Regions from separate parts of the Sus scrofa genome. Here all the other regions are linked to region 3. Evidence: chromatin contacts called from public HiChIP or PLAC-seq data. All regions are on one chromosome and are shown on one strand. Each heading gives the region's core, a stretch centred on a gene start, on an enhancer-like site or on the middle of the called end of the contact. The rest is flanking DNA. Distances are from core to core; before and after follow the strand shown. Region 1 has its middle 53 kb from the start of RER1. Region 2 overlaps SKI (ski oncogene). Region 3 overlaps CFAP74 (cilia- and flagella-associated protein 74).

Region 1 (2,988 bases), core at 41-2,540, 230 kb after region 3:
GAGGGAGGGAGGGACAGAGTGCCAGCACACCGGCTCTACACGCCCAGGGCCGGACTTGTGCAGGTGGCACCCAAAGGCAGAAGTGACCCAGTGCTGGGGCTGGAGCAGGTGGGCAGCGGAGCCTGGGCAGCTAGGCCAGCAGCTCCTTTTCCTCCCGCTCCTCTGTCTGTAGGCACCTCTCTGCCAGGCACCTGGGGTTCCCTGGGGCGCTGGGGGTTGCAGAAGCAGGGCAGGGTGGCGACCTCCTCTGGGTCCAAACCCCCAGCCTGCCCCGCCCTTGGCGGCGCCTTGACCTGGGGGAACGAGTGGCTCACACCCCAACTTCCTGTTTCTAAGAAAAAACAGTCCCAGAAAAGGCTCTGGCGGCTTGTGGAGGCGGCTCTGGGCCAAGGACTCGGCTGGGCTGGGCTGGGCTGGGGTGCTGCTGCGTCCAGAGGGCTGCGGCCAGTGGGGCCAGGCAGGTGTTCCCGGCCCCTGGCGCTGGGGGCCATCTGCCTTCCCCGCACAACTGCTTTCCCCGGCGGGAAGGCAGCGGCCAGCTCAGACCCGCCCAGCGCTGGGAGGCCCGCTGGTCCCGGCTCCCACGGCGGCCTCGCTGCAAGCCCCGCTGCCAGGCCTCGGCCCGCACCCCCAGGCCTGAGGCTGGCGGCGGCGCGGGTGCCCAGGGCATAAGGCTGGGCCGGGAGCCGCGGGGCGCCCCACACTCTCCGCCGCCTCCGCCGCCCGCGAGGGCCTCGCCCGCGGCCCCGCCCACCGCGGGAAGGGCGGGGGCGGAGACGCCCCGTGAGACTCGGACCTCGGCTTCCGAACATTCCAAATTCCGGCTCCTTCCGGCTTGGCCGGAAGCGGGGCTGCGGGAGCGCGGTCCCCAGCACGCCCCCCCCCACCCCAGGGCCGAGGGGGCCGGTGCGCCGTCCGGGGGTGGGGTCTCCTGGGGGCCGTGCTGCCGCCTGCTGTGTTCCCGCTGCCGGGTCGAAGGCAGCCGGCACGGGGGCCACGCCCTGCCGGTCAGGAGCCGGACGCCCCCAGGCCGCGCTGCACACCAGGAAGAAGCCCCCCGCCCCCCAAGTCACGCAGGCCTAGGACGCCGTGCAGATGCACCCCAGTACGGGGTGTCCGTGTGGGGCCCGGTGCCCAGTGAGTCAGGCAGGGAGTGGGCGTCCCCGCCGGCGTGAGTCACGGGAAGGTGTGCGCCCCTCGAGGGCTGTGCCAGGATCCAGGGGGGCGGGATGCGCCCTCCCCAGGAAGGCCCCGCCCCAGCTGGGGCAGGGCAGCTCCCCACCACTTCCTTCCACGGAGCTGCCTTCGGCGATCCAGCGAAGCTGGAGAGGGCAGAGCGGTGGGGGCGGGGGGGGGAGTCCTGCGCCCCAGTCCCCGCGGCTGATGGTGCTTCCCGGGAAGGGCGGGGGCGGCGGGAACGCAGGCGGCCGGGCTCCGGAAGGGCCGCGCGGCTGCCGCGTCCCCGCCCCGCGGCCTCAGTTTCCGATTACGCGTCTACAGAAACCTCGACGCGGCCTCCGGCCCCCGCCGCACGGTTTCACTTCCCCTCCCTTGGCCCGGCGAGGGGCGGGGGACGCGCGGCTCCGTCCGCCTCCGATTCCGACGGGGGCGGGCACGGGGGCGCTTCCGGCCGAGGGGCGGTGGCGGGGAGGGGGTTCTGACGGGGCGGTGCGCCACCGCCCGGGCCCCTTGTCTCTACGCCTGCGCTGGGTGCGGGGGTGGGGCCGCGCGGGACCGAGCCCCTGCTCCGCGAAGGGCGGGAGCAGGTTCGGGCCCCGCTGGGGGGCACGGCGGGCCGGGGCTGCCCCCACCTCCCCCGCGGCAGGGGCGCGCGCGTTCGGGAAGGAGGGAGCCGGGCAGCAGGAAGTCCCCTCCCCCGCGTCCCGAGCGCGGCCGCCCCCTCCCCCCACCCTGCCCGCCGGCGAGAAGCGGGGTGGGGGAGGGGGCTTCCCCTGGGCTGCAGCGCTCGGGGCTGGGCGCGGGGCTTCCTGCGCGCTCCGAGCCGCTCCTCTGCGTGGGCGGGCGCTGACGTGTCCGCGCATCCGAGCGCCGCGCGGCCTCGGGGGGCGCGGCGGAGGGGGCCGGGGTGGGGGGAAATGTCCCCGCGGCCCCCGGCGGCGGATGCGGGAACTGCAGCTCCCGGCTGAGCGCGCGGAGGGGCTGAGCGCGCGGAGGGGCGCGCTCTGGGCTCCGCATCCACCCTCCCCAGGAGGGCTCCTCTCTGCCTGCTTGGGTGCCCTTTTCTCGGGGGAGAGTGGGGGCCTCCTCCCTTTTACGCCAGAGCTGGAGGAAAACCCGGTCCTTTGAGACCCCCTGAGCTCTGGAAGCTCATTTCCGCTGGAAGGAAAAGCTTTCCTGGGCGGGAAGGGTAGCTGGGGTCTATAGGGGCCCTGGGCGCTGTCCCTCCCCAGTGCCCCCCATCCAGCCCAACAGGCCCAGACTTGATCCTAGTCACTGCTAGAGGGGCGAGCACCTCTGGACCAGGGACCGCCCCAGGGCGCCCCAGCCCCCAGGGTGGCTTGGATGGGCAGTGGGATGGGCCTTGAAGGATGGGCCAGGGGAGGCGCCCGGTGACCTGATCCTCCTGCCCTCCCCCTCTCCTCGGGGCCAGGCCTCCTCTGTCCCCCAGATGGCAACCCCCTGACCTACACACCCTTGCCCTCCGTGGTACCATCTGCTGCTAGGATCTCCACCTGCCCCCTCCCCGGTCCACATCCCAGCCCGGCCCTGTCCCCAGCAAACAGCAGGCCCGTGCCCTCCCCTGCTCTCCAGCACACCTGCCGGCCCCCAGGTTCTTTCCTGGTCAGGGCCTTGGGGCTCCAGGTGCACCCCAGCTCTGGCCCTGGCATCTGCCTGAAGGCCCCCCTTCACCCTCTTTCTTAGCAGGGTCCTCCTGCAGGGCCCCAAGGCTTTGTTCACCGGGCGAGAAGCCCTTGAAGGGCCAGCCCAGCCTCCATCTGGCAGAGGCCCCTGCGGCCTCTGGGCCGC
Region 2 (2,700 bases), core at 154-2,653, 210 kb after region 3:
GGGGGGCTTTCGAAGCAGAGTAAGCACTGACCCCCCTCCCGCTGCCTGTGTCTTCAGTCTTTCAGGAGGCCGCTCCTCCATCACTGTCCCTGAGGAAGGGGCCGAGGGTCCATCCCACGCGGGGCTCCTGCTGTCCCTGCCTGTGACCTGACACCTCACACGGCACCTTTGAACAAGGTGAACTCAGCCTAGAAAACAGCCGAGGAGACCAGCTGCGGTGCGGGTATTAAAACGTGAACCCGCACTAGGCTGGGAACCTGACTAGTGTCCGTGAGGACGCAGGTTCAATCTCTGGCCTCACCCGGTGGGTTAGGGATCCAGCATTGCCCCAAGGCCAGCAGCTGCAGCTCCAACTCAGACGCTAGCTGCAGAAGCTTCTCTACGCCACAGGCACGGTCTTAGAAAAGGAAAAAAAAAGTGTAGTGGGGACCACAGTTGTCCTGACCAACCAGCCATCCGAGCTCAGGTCTCAGAGTGAGCGAGGGTCAGAGACAGGGGGCCTTGGGGTCTGTGGGCTCTGGCGCCTGCTCTGACCTTGACCTCAGGGAGGAGAGCAGGCCCCAGCCCAGCCCTTGAGAGCAGGGCTGCCCTACCCCTGCCCAGGCTGCTGGGAGACCCCTCCTTTGCCTGGAGAGGCCCAGCAGGGTGTATGGTGGTGAGGGGTTGGCCCTGGGCTGGTGTTGGCACTGCCAGGATCAGGTCCTGGCCGGGTCCCCTGGTACAGGGGTGTCACTCAGAGGCTGGCTTGGCAGCTTTGGCCAGGCCCGTGGTGCCTGAGCCTGGGCCCCCTGCACCTGCCAGGCCTTGGCTCCGCCGCCCCTGCCCCGCCCCTCCCGTGGGGGACATGTTTCGGGTCAGTGGCTCCAAAAACGCCGTGCCCTCTGCTTGAGGTCTCTGAGCCCGTGTCACCCATTTTTCAGGAGGGGCGGCTCTGGTGGATTCTTCAGCCACACCCTCGCTCAGGCCCCCGCTCTCCTGGGGTCCCCCAGGCCAGCTTCCCCAAGCCCCCGGGCAGGGATGGACCTCACGCAGGAGGGCCGGGCCCGGAGACCCGTGTCCCGCTGTGAGGGTGACATGGTGCGCTGGCGCAGGGGCTGCTGCGTTGCTTTTCCAGGGACCCCGTCTGGTCCCGTCCTGCCTTCTCAGAGGCATCCAAGTTTCGGTGCCGGCGACAGCCATGGATACGTGGCTCCGTTTTTGTGTCTCCACGGACACGTCTTTGGGGACCGAGCTGTCTTCCAGCCTGGGCTCGGACACACCAGGGACCCACCAGCCATGACTCTGCCAGTCCCTTGCTGGCCTTGTTGCTACAGCCCGGAAGCAGAGGCGGCCACTGCCCCGAGCTGCCCCGTGGCTGGGCAGCGCCACCGTCCACCTGTGCTGGCTCGGTGCCGGGCCTGGTGTTGTGTCGGTTTCCATGGAGAGAAAGCCACCAGGCGGGGGAGGAGGCGGAGGTGCCCAGGAAGCTGTGGGGTGGCGGCGGGGTCCCTTCCTGGCCAGGAAGCTGGTGACAGCGCTCTGTCCCCTGCGCTGCCATTGAGGCCAGGACCTCACGTGCAGGGCTGGGCCTTGTCACCCGACGCCCTCTTCACAAATGCAGGGCCCGCGCCCCTCGGGCCTCCTGTCCTGGGCTTCCTGTGACCTGCCTCTGGTCACTTTAGGCCACTGAGCGGAGAGGGCCACCAGGCTGACCTGGTCAGGGTGTGTCCTTTGCCTGTGCTGCCCTTGGTCCCACTGCCTGCCCCCAGCTCCCCCACCCTCCTTGCTGGGCCCTGGCTCCCCCACCCTCTTGGGGGGACTGCATTCCCCCTCTGTCACGTCTTTGGTGCCAGGGGATGCCGGGGCTCCCACTGACCCTGAGCCAGTGTGGCTAAGAAGGCTCCCTGGGTCCAGCTCCCTTCCGCCCCAGGAGGCCTGTGAGGGCTAGGAGCGGGGGGAGCAGCCCGGCTTGGGGGCGCCCTCCTTTGGGGGGACTGCCCCACGGCCACACCCACCTGGGGCTCTGCTCCGTCAGTCACGCTCATCAGTGGCCAGTGGAGACGGAAGTTGGGTCAACCTGTGTGTTTTCTGTACGGACACGACCTCAGGCTGGACCTTCCTGACCATAAAAAGGAGTGATTTTTGTTTGTTTGGCTCTGCTTGCGGAATGTGAAAGTGCCTGGGCCCGGAATCGAACCTGCATCGCCGCAGTTCCTGCGCTGCTGCAGTGGCAGCACTGGATCCTTCCCCGCTGTACATCTTTTCCTCTAGTTTGGATTAGGGGCACAGAAGTGCGGTTGGACCGGCTCAGGCCTCGTGGGCAGTGTGTGGGGTGTGTCCGGCTGTGGGACCGCGGTCTCGCCGGCGGCTCGGTCTCCCCCGTCAGCCGCGCCCTGGGGCCGACAAATGGGCATTGCCTCTTCCTTCGGCAGGTTTCACTCCCTGGAGGATCAGCGGGTGGTTTCCAGGTTCTCAGCTGGCACGGCTCTCGGTGGGGGGACCCCGGGGGTGCTCGCAGGTGCCCTGGGCCACCAGACAGCGGGTGGAGCGTCTGGACCCTCCTCCCGGGGGCGGGAAGCAAGCGCCAGAGCCCGTGATGGGCCTGCCCTGCGTCTCTTCCGCTGTCTCGCAGCTCGTCGTGGGGTTGCTTGCTGTTTAATGCCGTCTCTAGAAAGAAACCTTAAAACCGGACGTCGCCGCCTGTCTTGCTGCTGGTCTTTA
Region 3 (2,958 bases), core at 176-2,675:
TTTCCCTCCAGATCTTTGTTGACCTAAAAAATAAAAAGCAACCCCCCAGCCTGTTTGCAACTTGACGCGGTGACACCTGACACAGTGACATGGGCCACGCCTGAACCCCTGCCACTGCGGGGGGTGTCGTGCCCGCCTCAGGAGGCTCCACGAGCCCCATTCAGGCTGCGGGCTCCTAGTGGGTAGCTCGGCCCAGCGCTGAGTGGGGTTCAAATACATTTTGGAAATAAAACAGCCAAACAGGGGCTGGGTGTGGCCCCTTCTGAGGTGCCCTGCGGGGGCAGCAGAGACCTGAATTCCACCACCGCCCTCTCAGGACAGTGAGGCAAACCCCTCTTCCACGGTTTGGTTTGGGGACCGACACTCACCACGGGCTTGAAGGTGACAAGCACCTCGCAGGACATGCCGGCAGACATGGGACCAGGTGGATCGAAGCTGCAGGACAACACAGGAGGTGAGCGCCCAGCAGGGAGGCAGCATTTGAGGAGACAAGGCCGATAAATGTCCACCGTCGCTCATAAAACTGAGCCCTCAGCTCGGGAACCACAGTGACCTCCGAGCAGGTCTAAGGAAGGTCAGGCCGCACCAGACACCTTGAGGAGGAGACGCAGGGCCCAAGAGTGGGGCGAGGAGGGCTGGACGGCCTGCAGAGCGCGGGTGGACAGAGAAGTGCCCACCCGCCCATCCGCCCCGGCGGGGGAAAGCAGAGCACAGAGGGTGACAGCCTCAAGAGTCGAGCGGAAATGCTGCCAACAGGACACTTTTGTTCCGGCTCGGGGAGCTGGCTTCAGGTGCCGGAGGCAACGGGACCACCCGAATCCGGCCTCTGCCGACAGGTCAGCAGAAGAACTAGCAAAGCACCAGGAAACCGCACGCTGCCTGTGGGCCCGGAAGACGGGACAAATCGGCCGTGAAAACGCAAGCCTCTGAGGCAAGAGAGAAGGGGACGGCACGACCTCCCCGAGACTGGCCGAGCCCGGGCTGTGGCACCTGAGGGAGGTCCCCCTGTGCACACGGGGCAGGGCCCTGGGGCTGCAGCCCCCACACAGCTCCAGCACCCAGAGCTGGAAACTCAGAGCTCCCGTGGGCCTCCAAACTGATGACCGAAACCAGGAAGCAGCAGAGGAGAAAAGACTTTTTTTTTTGGGCTGCGTCCCTGGGGTGGAAGTTCCAGGGCCAGGGATGGAACCTGCACCATGGCAGCGGCCAGAGCTGCTGCAGTGGCAATGCCGGATCCCTAACCCGCTGCACCACCAGGGAGCTCCAGAAAAGACAGTCTTAACAGCAAAGGCAAATGCCCAGGAGCAGAAGGAGCGAGGGACCCTGCAGAAGACGCTGTGAAGGTTGTTGTGAGACAGCGAGGGAGACAGAAAATAGGGAAGAAGAAAGGGTGACAGCGACCAGAGAGGAAGCCACAGAACGAGAGGATCCAACTCAGGCGTCAGCGTGTCTCCGAGAAGGAAACTGGAAGCAGGAGCAGAGTCAAACCATGAAGTCAGAGTTCAAGTCCTCAGGCCCGAGATCAGAGACGGCGCTAACCTCCACCCCGAACAGGCCCAGAGCGGCCAAGCTCCAAACACCGGTGGGGAAAACCATTTGCTGGGGAGACAGAACAAGCTCAGCTCAGGAAAGGGGAGGCCCCCCTCCCCAAGGACCCCAGCTGAGGGCTTCAGGCCCAAAGTGAGGCTCAAGTTAAAAGGCCGAGGAGGGGGCTCGGCTGACCCGGCCCAGCCTACTCGACGCGGACGGAGTCCCGCAGGCTCTCCTCCACGCCCGCCAGCCTGCAGTAGTTGATGGTGTAGGTGGCATTGGTCAAGATGACTTTCTTCTCGTACTCTCTGCCCACGTCAAAGTCCTGCGCAAACCGGAGGAAAAGTTACTGCTTCGTTCCCGGCGGCGGCTTTGCGGCTCTGACAGTCCCGCCTGGGAGATGGCTGGATGTGACGCTCTAGTCATGTCCTTGCTGCGCCCGGGGCAGGAAGCAGCCTCCGGGCACCAGCAGGCGGGAGGCCCCAGCAGCGCAGGTCCGGGGGCTGGTCCTCTGAAGGGCCGGGGAAGGTGCGACATTCCAGCCGCCCCCACCCCGTCTGGTTAACGCGCCTGAGATGCCACCCGTCTCTCGCCCCAGCGGCCCCCGGGGCTGCTGAAAGGCCCCTCCCGAGAGACCCAGCCAGCAGAGGCCCGAGTGGCGGCTGCACCCCAGGCCCACCTTGAAGTGGATGAGCTGGGGCTTGCTGTTGAAGGGCCTCCCTCTGAACTTGCGCCTGGACGCCACCTGCCTGCGGGGCGCCCCGCTGCGCAGGCACCGGATCGTGCGCGCCAGCAGGTCCTGGTCCGTCTTCGTCCCGCCCACAGGCTTCCGGCCCGCGTCCGCCTGGGGCACCTGGGATGGCACCGGGACAGACGCGCCACATGGGGGACGTGCGGGGGCCGTGGAGTTCCGCGAGGCTGGCGGAAGAGGAACGCGGGCCCGGGCGGAGCCGGCCAGGCCCCAGCCGATGCCCGGGACGGAACGGCCGAGGGAGCGTTCCAGATTTTTAAATCACGCCAAGAGAACATGTTTGGAAAGTTCTACAGGAAGCAACACTTTCTCAAGTGGACAAGAAGCTGCTTCCTGATCAGCTCGGTGACCTGGAGAGCGGGGGGCAGGGCGGGGGCAGGCGGAGGCTTCGGGCGGGTACCTGGTGTGGCGAGGCCTCTTGGCTCCAGAGCCCCGGGATCTCCGGCCTCACCAGCGGCTCTTCCTGCCAGCCCGGGCTGCTGGGGTCCACCTGCACGGACTCGCTGGAGATGGCCGGCGCCAGCACAGTGGCTCGCGGGGACGGAAGACTGTCCTCCTGGGGGCCAGGATGGGAGAATGATAGCTTATGCAGAAAACGGGGCACACACGAGGGGAAGAGGAGAGCCCAGGCCTGGGGCCCCGCCCGGCGGACAGCCCGTCCGAGGCTTCCAGCTCTT

Evidence for each region. HiChIP or PLAC-seq counts read pairs in DNA pulled down with a chosen protein or histone mark.
Region 1: an H3K27ac HiChIP or PLAC-seq map of alveolar macrophages shows a contact between it and region 3. The contact joins two enhancer-like sites. A contact is called at or near these places in 1 of 47 Hi-C or Micro-C datasets (epiblast stem cells) and 1 of 2 datasets of contacts at active chromatin or transcription factors (alveolar macrophages).
Region 2: a contact with region 3 is called in an H3K27ac HiChIP or PLAC-seq map of alveolar macrophages. The contact joins two enhancer-like sites. A contact is called at or near these places in 1 of 47 Hi-C or Micro-C datasets (epiblast stem cells) and 1 of 2 datasets of contacts at active chromatin or transcription factors (alveolar macrophages).

The regions. Positions count from the first base shown.
Region 1 is chr6:64,246,456-64,249,443 of Sscrofa11.1, forward strand. No RefSeq gene overlaps it. Among named protein-coding and RNA genes, the nearest start is that of RER1, 53 kb to the right of the region's middle. Within about 2 kb of position 1,291, at least 68 of the 83 cell types and tissues checked have an H3K27ac peak or open chromatin away from gene starts, as enhancers often do. A contact at or near this core is called in alveolar macrophages, where this site is marked.
Region 2 is chr6:64,222,833-64,225,532 of Sscrofa11.1, forward strand. The region is part of intron 1 of SKI (ski oncogene); the gene reads left to right. Among named protein-coding and RNA genes, the nearest start is that of SKI, 36 kb to the left of the region's middle. Within about 2 kb of position 1,404, at least 4 of the 83 cell types and tissues checked have an H3K27ac peak or open chromatin away from gene starts, as enhancers often do. A contact at or near this core is called in alveolar macrophages, where this site is marked.
Region 3 is chr6:64,012,911-64,015,868 of Sscrofa11.1, forward strand. CFAP74 (cilia- and flagella-associated protein 74) reads right to left here. Exons shown (of 40, transcript XR_002344845.1): 13 at 2,682-2,837; 14 at 2,210-2,383; 15 at 1,737-1,855; 16 at 369-435; 17 at 1-23. Among named protein-coding and RNA genes, the nearest start is that of CFAP74, 25 kb to the right of the region's middle. Within about 2 kb of position 1,426, at least 5 of the 83 cell types and tissues checked have an H3K27ac peak or open chromatin away from gene starts, as enhancers often do. A contact at or near this core is called in alveolar macrophages, where this site is marked.